Linked DNA regions of Xenopus tropicalis: region 1 is linked to region 2. A link is a contact called in public Hi-C data. All regions are on one chromosome and are shown on one strand. Each heading gives the region's core, a stretch centred on a gene start, on an enhancer-like site or on the middle of the called end of the contact. The rest is flanking DNA. Distances are from core to core; before and after follow the strand shown.

Region 1 (4,920 bases), core at 1,690-4,189, 120 kb before region 2:
AACACAACAACAGCCGGAAGGGTTAAAGGATAAGTATAATATAAGATAAAAAAAAAAAGCCAGGGATCATATTTATATATATAATTCCTTTCCAACAGTGGAGTTATTACTTGACTCAGTATGAACCCTCTCCTAGCATCCCAGATTCAGCAATACAAGCAGAATATATTTAGCAGCAGAAAACTGATGATGTGTGCTTGCAACAGCATCCAGCTCCTATAACAGAGGTACCCTTTATTTTCCCCAATTCCTCCAGCAGCATTTTCTAATAATGATCTCATTTGGCTTTAGGGGCCCACTGGGATGCTTATAGCCAGTCCCACCAGCTCCCTGCCTTTCTGCTCCATTTACCCAAATGAAGCAGGCAGGACCCAGGCAACAGAAGGCAGCGGGGGAAAACAACACATGGGGAGGATTTACAGCCAGCTCTTCCAAAGCTCCCACTGTATCTCTCTGGTGCAAATTCCCAGCCAGAGCACTTAGAGCACATTACTCTCAGCTGACTGACTTCCATGCACATGGGACAGAGGGAGGCACACACCCAAGCATACGAGAGGCACTGGCAGGGCTAGGGGGCAGTGAGTTACTGTAATATCTGCCATTCCCAAACAAGTGCACAGAGTACATAGTGCAGTACATATTTAATACATGAAACAGTAGACTGTACATAGCACAGGGCTGGAAGAGTTTCCATTTCTTGCTTTAATGCGTGGGACTGGGGATGGGAGTAATCCAATTTTGAGGTTCTCATAGTGAAAATAACAGCTTCCCCCTACAATACTGATACTGTAACACAGAGCATTATATACACACACACACACATCCACCAACGTAAGCCCAATGAGTTTGCCCCTCTACTAGTAAATTACATTACACATACATAATACATAATCTAAATCATATTGTTTATATACTGGGATGAATAGGTGCCCTGCCATGCATTTTAGAAATGTTGTTTAATCGTCCGTTTACCCAATAACTCAGCAAAGGCCAAATAAGGCACCCCCTCAGCTTAAACCTATGGTGGGATACATGGAATTGTAGCCATTTCCAATATACAGCCACATGCAAAAGGCTAAAACACACACATGATGTACAAGGTTACCCCATTCATCATACGTGTCAATAGAAAATTAAGGATGCATTGAACCTGGGAGTGAGTGTATAACTGTACATCCCACCCTGTTTCCAGGTTACACGGGGCGCAGGGAACAGTGGCCGGATCTCTGGGTGGGAGAGGGAGGAAATGGCTTTGTTATTTGCCAAGCGACCCTTACGCGACCCTCTCAGTCTCGCTAAGCCCGGAGCGCCGGAGAGAGAATACTGCTAGTGCTGCTGCTGCGCCGGCGGCGTTAACTGCTCGGCCGGGAAGAGATCACAAGCGGCTGTGCGGGGCCCATTACCCGCCTCCTCTCTCTCCCTCGCCCTGAGTTGTCCCCTATCCGCACAACGGGAGCGCTGACACTCCAATTTGCACGCTTGGTTCCGAGCCATTCCCTCCCAATACGAGTGGGAAGAGCCAGCCAGGCCACCCCTTGCCTTTGTGCTTGGCATCAGCCAGCGTGGGAACAACCCTTTGTCTGCCACAGAGTAGGAGATCGCTGCCTTGCACTCACACGGCCAACTCTGAGCACATTACATGAATGAAAGGCACCATGAAATCTAGTTGTGCACGGATTGTGCCATTCATATACCTAGTAGTGCACTGAGTATGCCGTCTGTATCCCTAATAATGCATTGAGTGTGCGATCCATATCCCTTGTAGTGCGCTAAGTATGCGATCCCTAGCAGTGCGCTGAGTATGCGATCCGTATCCCTAGTAGTGCATTGAGTATGCGATCCGTATTCCTAGTAGTGCATTGAGTATGCGATCCGATTTCCCAGTGGTGTATTGAGTATGCGATCCGTATCCCTAGTAGTGCATTGAGTATGCGATCCGAATTCCTAGTAGTGAATTGAGTATGACATCCGTATCCCTAGCTATGCACTTACTATTCGAGCCATATCCCTAGCCATGCACCCTGGTCCCTGGCAGGACCCGTGTAGCTAACAGGGCACATAATATGCTATCAGTATGCCTGGCAGTGCACACACTATGGGAATATGAGTATGCCTGGCAGTGCACACGCTATGGTATCATGAGTATGCCTGGCAGTGCACACACTATGGGAATATGAGTATGCCTGGCAGTGCACACACTATGGGAATGAGTATGCCTGGCAGTGCACACACTATGGGAATATAAGTATGCCTGGCAGTGCACACACTATGGGAATATGAGTATGCCTAGCAGTGCACACACTATGGGAATATGAGTATGCCTAGCAGTGCACACATTATGGGAATATGAGTATGCCTGGCAGTGCACACACTATGGGAATATGAGTATGCCTGGCAGTGCACACACTATGGGAATATGAGTATGCCTAGCAGTGCACACACTATGGGAATATGAGTATGCCTAGAAGTGCGATCCAGCCAAGCCCCCTTGAGACCCAGGCGCAGACCCCCCCATCTCTTACAGAGATCCGTACCTTGGGATCAGGCAGCGCAGTACTCCCGGCTAGCTCATGTAAAGTCCCATTAGTAATCCAATGAGAGGGATGCGAGCAGCTCTCCCAGGCAAGCCTTGTTCATCACTGCTCATGGAACTCAGCTTGTCCCGCACGGCTGCGCTACAACTCAAGGCGATCGCACAAAACTTGGGATAAACCCTTCTCTTTCCAAAGCAAAATCCCACAAGGAATCCACAGGGTTAAACAGAGAGAATGACCCCCTTCAGCAGAACCTGGAGTGAGGAACGATCATTTCAGAGCGGTGATGCTGCTGCGGCTGCTGCCCCTATGCCAAGTGATGCCCGGGTACGCTAGGCAGTTTCTCCCAAACTCCTATAGGATTCGCAGCAGGGAAACACAGCCCGATCCGCACACTGACTGCTGCTCATTGAACTGTATTTGGAGAATAGTTGGGATCAGCCTCGCTTCTCAGGCACCGCCCCCTCTCCGAACTCCTCAGCTACTGGCATTGGCCTGTGCGCCAGGGAAATCCCGGACCGGATTGACTCACTTGAGGGGAGCGCTGGTACCACAAGGAGGCTGCGCTTGGTACGTGTAGGGGTACATAATGTGTAAGCGGGGTGCTGCTCAGCTGGACCAGTTCCTTTCCCCATATATATTATATATATCCTATATATGTTAGGAGCATGATCTGGTACTGGGAGCATAATAGATACAGGTTCAGTGAGAATTGTGCCCACATGTGCCTCAGGTAATACGATGAAGCCAGGCTGAGTGATGCCACACCTGCCACTTTCTGAAATTCATTTTCATAATTCTGAGTAACCAGCCTGCCTCGTATTGTTCAGACAGCTACAGAAATAGGGTGTCAGCTTTTTGAAATCGCTCTGAAATGCGACTCCCTATGGCACCAAACAACAAACCTTTAGTATAATGTAAATCCCCCACAATAGATGGGAGTCAGTTTTGTGTCTGTTTACCCCCCCCCCCAGTCACTCAGCAAACGGACCAGACTAACCCAGTGCTTTCTGTAGTTGCTGTTCCCTTCCATAAGCCAAATCATGGCAATTATTCGCCAATACAGAAGACTTGCTAACATCAGGAAAAGTCTTTTCTAGGGGCTGTACAGTCCTTACAGATCATCTGGTAATTGGTGGCTACCAGCAAATGCAATTAGCAGGGCTGCACTGATTGCAAATTAATTGGATTTAAACTGTAGTCATTCTCATTTAGCAGTGCTTCCCCTGTACTGGGGAAAGGGTTACTACTAGGGAGTCCAGTCTGGTTCCCCCAGTTTCTCCTGTTGGTCTACAGTTCCCAGTTCCCAAAGAGTTATTCAGGGGAAAAATTAGAAGGGCTGAACTGATTGCAACTTGGGAGCATTACAACTGCACTGGAGCCCACCTGCATGTGTTTTGTACATGTGATGTTTCATCAGTCTGGTAACACTGGCTGGGGAAAGAGAACAGTCTCTGCCAGGCGCTGGGTGGGTCTGGCACAGAGAATGGGAGTCCCTGGAGTCACTGCTGAGCTGTGTATAGATGACTTGCTCACACAGTCTTGCTCAGCCAGCAGCAGGTGCCAGACTAGACCAGCTATAGGAAAACAACCAGCAAGCCTCATTTGTTCATACTGGCAAAGAGACCCCTCAGCCTTCCCCTCTCCAGCTGCTGATGAACTACACCTCCCTGCATCTCTAGTCGTGCACATCTAGACAGCTGCAGGCTTGGATTGCTTTAACTCCTTTGATACCAGAATGGCAAGCAGAAACTGACCCTGAAAGTGGTGGTACAGAGCCAACCAATTAGTGACATCATTTCCCAACGTGTTTTATTCATTTTACTTACTGTAATGTTACTGAGTGATTGGTTTGTGCCAAGGTAAATATACAATTTCTGCACTCCAGTTTCTGCACTCCAGTTAGCATAATTAATAGCAAGATTGCAGATGGAATAGCCATTTCCCCCCGCTGGCAATGCTGAGCCAACTAGAAAGGCAGTTAGGAGTCAGAAGACCAGCCAGCATGGTGGCTGCAGCTTGTTTTTATACAGTTCATCTCCTCTAATGCAATCTCTGGTTAACTGAGTCGAAATCAGTTGCCGAGAGATCTGGAAAGCTTATGTTTAATAATAAATTAAGTACCTGTCAGTATTGTCCCATTTTAGAAAACAAAGTGCTGGTTTTGGACGTGTTGGTATTTATTGAATTTGTTACGGTGCTTGGAGGCAGTCAGGCACATATGGTTGTCACTTTGATATTCTGTCTGGGATAAAGGTGCCTGCAGAGCTCAGTGCAGTTTTGCCAGCAAACCTGGGGGATCTTGGGGCTGACTTGCTAACATAGCTGCTAAACTGCTTCAGTGCAGTAACCTATAGCAACCTATCATATCTATGCTTTCATTTTA
Region 2 (4,904 bases), core at 1,144-3,643:
TAGTAGCTCTGTGTGTCTTCACCCTTAGGGCTCTGGCACACGGGGAGATTAGTCGCCCGCAAAATCGCCTACACAGTGTGTACCATCCCACCGGCGACTTACATGTTCGCCGGTGGGATGGTAGTTCGGGGAGATTAGTCGCCCGTGACAAGGGAGATTTGTCGCAGGCGACTAATCTCCCCGTGTGCCAGAGCCCTTAAAGGCTTTACATCTAGCTCATGTATCACTTGTCTTGCACCTCCTACAGTGAGCTACACAGATTTGGCCAGTCACTAGCTAGCCTAACTACTTGTCCCACCTTGGTACCTTTGTGAGATGGCAGACCTTAGGCTCCCTGGTATCATCCATTCTTATCTTCCTCACATTAGCCACAGAGAAGTGCTTTTCTGCTTATAGCTTCAGAATAATCCCCAACTGAATGCCACAGAGGAGAACCTACTCTAGAACCCACTTAAAAGGGATTTCTTACCTAACAGAGTCCTCTAGTGACTGGAACAACGATATCAGCTATTTCCATAAACTATACTGATTAAATTATATCTACCCAGCACACTTCCCACCCAGTTAACATTGCAAAGTCTCCGCTGTTGACTAAAAAACACAATCACACATAACCTCTCTCACAAGTGGATCTGTAGTTTGTGACTCTATAAATCTGTTGTAGGTTCCAACTGGGGCTACATTATTTTACATATCATACACAACGGTGCTTGGTGATGTCATCAGTTATAAATGGCGCTTAGTGATGTCATTTCTTTTTTTTTGGAACTTAAATTTTTATTAAGGAAGTAAAGAAGAAAGAAAAGGTGGATTATACATAAACATAACATACAGCATAGTAAGGTATAGTCAGCGGGTTGCATTGCCTCGTTAGGTATTTTATGGGTGGAAGGTTGAGTGATTCGGGTTTTTATGTCCAGGGAACTATTTATATGGTCATAGTTGTTGTTATGTGGTCTTACTTTAGTGATCATGATAGGATTTTGTCTGGAGAGAAAAAGCTGAGCCAGTTGAGATTTCTCTGATTTGAATACGTCACTAAATTAATTGGGTCCACTGGGTCAGTCATTTTGGACTTATTAGTTTCCACATGGCCCATATTTCCATTTCCATAGACTGAGTATTTTTATTCTGTATATGGGCAATTCTGGATTCAAACAATTTGTTACTGTTTACTCTCTTTATTACTTCGCCTAGTGAGGGTGGAGTTGCTGATTTCCATTTGCTCATAAGTGCTAGCTAAGCAGCTGTTAATACTTGATTCATAGTGATGTAATTTCTGTCGGACTGGGCCGCCGGGGCCCACTAGGGCCAGGGTCCACCGGCCCCGACCCTGACTTTTACTATCCTTATATTTTACAATAAAGGTTAGATTATTACCTATATAATAAGTCAATACATATACATATGATATATTTCTAAAAAAAAAAAAAAAATTTAGAATAAACTAAGTGAACCATAAGGGAAAAAAGCGAATATTTCGTTTTTCTTGAATTGCATAAGCACTTGCCACAATTCATTTACAAAGGAATTTGTCAGCTAAGTGAACACAAATGTGGGGAGAAATTTGTTGCAGAACATTCAGTCTAAAGCTATCATAAAACTGACTTTTCCACTGTAATTTACGGAAGTAGCTGAAGTAGCTCCCTGTGGTGCAAAGCTCGCAAAAAAACTCAGCTGAAACTCTCACTTTTATGCTAACGCAACTGTATTCCTTTGAGAATCCTCTGCTTTGCAAGTTAATGGGCGAGTGGAAACGTATGTCAGGGAAGGGAGTGATTGCTTTATTTAAACTTTAGTCGCCATTTATATAAGTGACAAATTGAAATAATACAGGTATAAGGCCAGTTTAAACTGATTTCCATTCAAGACTTAAGAGCTCATTTATGGCTGCAGCTGTAGTTGTGGCCATGCAAACATACTGTAGATGCCACATTAACACCATTCAAACATTAACACCATTCATTAAATCCCTTGTAGGACCCTAGCAAGGCCAATAATGCAACCGTTTCTTTGAATGAGTTTGTATCATAGTTTTATTACATAGCTTTACGCTGGGCTATAACTGAAACAGGACTCACAAACAAGACTTTTTTTTTAAATTTGGAAATAGTATCCATTTATAAATTGTAATAATGTTATTCTCCAGCATTTGCAAATGAAATTGGCATTGCCATATCTGAAGGGAGGAAGGGATTTTTTATTTTTCTGTACAATGATAGTGCTTTTAACTGGTTTGTGTTCGCTTTCTCCTGGATGATCAGTAGTGAAATAGTGAGTAGTGGGTTGGATGCTATAAGGTCTCTTTTCAACCTATTTTACTATGTAAAGCTAATTCTTTGAAGTGGCCTTTGTGGTTTCTAAGTGAAACCAGTGATCTCAGAAAGCAAATTTCCTTTACTTCCTTACTGCACGGCAAATCCAAACACCTGGCATCCTATTGAATGCTATTGTACGGCACAGCAGGATATTACTCCGAGAAATAAAGAAACAAGCTTATCAATCCTATGTCATTAGTTCCATTCCATTCTAACAGCACATTCCTATCAAAACTTTAGGAAGAGGAAACAATGATACCGTATATACACATTTATACAAGGGTTTCTGTATACTTTCATTTTCAAGATTTACAACATATTTTTCTTTTTCTTTCAAGTAACAGGTATATATTGCAAATAAACAGTCCCAAACTGGATTTCATTTAACTCTTATTTCCTGAAACTTCTGTTGGTCTTATGAGAATTACATTTCCCAATCTTTCTGCCCACTTGTCTTGTAGCCTTTAATGCAGCCATATCCTGTAAGTCCTTGCTTCTTATCTGAAACCACAGTTATCATAGTAACACAGAAACATAACATCTGATGGCAAATATAGCTTAGGACGATGACATAGGGGCTGATTTACTAAGACACGATTTCGAATCCGAATTGGAAAAATTCCGATTGGAAACGAACATTTTGCGACTTTTTCGTATTTTTTGCGATTTTTTCGGCGTCTTTACGATTTTTGCGTAAAAACGCGAGTTTTTCGGCGTCATTACGAAAGTTGCGCAAAGTCGCGATTTTTTCGTAGCGTTAACACTTGCGCGCAAAGTTGCGCCTTTTTCGTAGCGTTAAAACTTAAAAGGCGCAAGTTTTAACGCTACGAAAAAATCGCGACTTTGCGCAACTTTCGTAATGACGCCGAAAAACTCGCGTTCATAATGACCATTTAAGATAGACTAGTCTGTATATATAAACATACAGTATATGTGATGAACAGAATCTTAAACAGAAAATGTGCTCTAATTAAAATTCTCTTCACCTTTTCTACAAATGTTGATTACAAAACACTGAATGCTATTCTTTCCAATTAGCTTTACTTTTCTTCTTATGAATGGGAGCTGCCCCACTGGTTATTTTTAAGACCATAGAAGCCATTTGTTCCATACAATCTAGTGAAATAGTGCCCTCTAATGGTAACATGATCTGGTTGCTTGGGAATGAAGCATTTCTTAGCCACAGGTAGTAAGGAACATATTGTTTCACCAGGCATGGCTTTGTGGCCATGCAGCAAAAAAAATTGGCATGAAAAAATAAGTGCAAAAAAATTCCCATACACTTCACTGCATTTTGTATAGAAAAGGTCACTGTGGAAAAAGTCACAGAAAAAAAGCCCATTGTCAAAGCAAAGTGGGACTATGTTCAGCACTAGCCATGGGAAGAAAAGCTTTGTTTTGTTTATAAAGTCAGAATTAGTAAGCGAGATACAGAAATAACATCAGAAAACGACTTAAAAAAAAGGGTTGGGATTTGCAGATTCCATAGATTATTCCATCTCTGAATATTTATAAAACTGCAAGTAACTAAAGGTATTGAGTCGATTACCCAAAATGCTTGGGACGTGGGTTTTTCTGCATAATCGGTCGTACATAACCTGGCCTATTGAATCCGAGTTGGCTGGCATGATTACAACTGTGCTAGAATAAAATAGATTATACCCAATGAGATTCTATCAGCCAGTCTTAATTTAATTTGATTAATATCTACCAGTCCCAGAGGCCATAGGTTTTGCCCCATACCCAGGTCATTAAGCTGCAAGTTCCTGTAACAGTAATATCTACCTATGTATGGTCAGTTCTACGCTCTGCTGACATACTGTACAATCTGCCCCAGGAAAAATGATAGGTCTCAGATATAAAGTACCCTATTATGAATAAAGAAGAACAACTAAGCTGGTAGTGGGGGGGGTCCATTGAAGTGTGAAATAGCTGTGTCTATCTGTCTGTCTATTCTATATTTAAGAATTTGTACAATATTTCTTGCTTACTTACCAAACCACAACATAGACATTAAGCTCCTGCCTTTACTTTCCTTCCTTCCTCTCATTTTTACTTTGATCATTTAAATTATTGATTTTGTGTGTGTGGGCCATAAAGATATTGTTTGTTGCACAAACATTTTTGGTCACTTCCCAGATTGCAGCTAGGGATACTGCTTTTTGCAATGTCAGGAAGTGATGAAAATAGTCTAACTAATGATTCCTTATGCAGCAACTTGATGGAAACATTATTTTTATCTCACAGTAATTATTTACAATGGGCCTTTTTTGGAAGGACTCTGTTTCTAAATATACTTCTTCCAGGAATACAGCACTACAACTGAAACTAGAAGGGCAGGGACAATGCCTTGTGAATTTCACTCAATGGAACATGTTAGGGTGGTCCTTGCATAAACCAAGAATGAATGGGCTGGGGTGGGGATTATTGTTTTTAACAATGTATGCCCAAAGAATGAAGGGAGTTAAGATCAAAAATAGCAAAAAAAAAAACATGGAGCCAATTATTATACTTACCAAGCTCTGTTTATTGGTAGTGTCAGTAGTTATTATTTTATGTATCAGAGACACTGGGATTTTTTTTCAA

Evidence for each region. Hi-C and Micro-C count contacts between places; a contact is called where the count stands out from the background.
Region 1: a contact with region 2 is called in a Hi-C map of gastrula embryo, with 1.8 times the contacts expected there. The contact joins the promoter of sema6a here to the enhancer-like site in region 2. A contact is called at or near these places in 3 of 5 Hi-C or Micro-C datasets (gastrula embryo, neurula embryo and tailbud embryo).

What each region holds. Positions count from the first base shown.
Region 1 is chr1:171,337,866-171,342,785 of UCB_Xtro_10.0, reverse strand. It overlaps sema6a (semaphorin-6A), which reads right to left and starts at 2,939. Exons shown (of 18, transcript XM_018090712.2): 1 at 2,535-2,939.
Region 2 is chr1:171,213,485-171,218,388 of UCB_Xtro_10.0, reverse strand. No RefSeq gene overlaps it. Among named protein-coding and RNA genes, the nearest start is that of sema6a, 120 kb to the left of the region's middle. Within about 2 kb of position 2,393, at least 1 of the 11 cell types and tissues checked has an H3K27ac peak or open chromatin away from gene starts, as enhancers often do. A contact at or near this core is called in gastrula embryo, where this site is marked.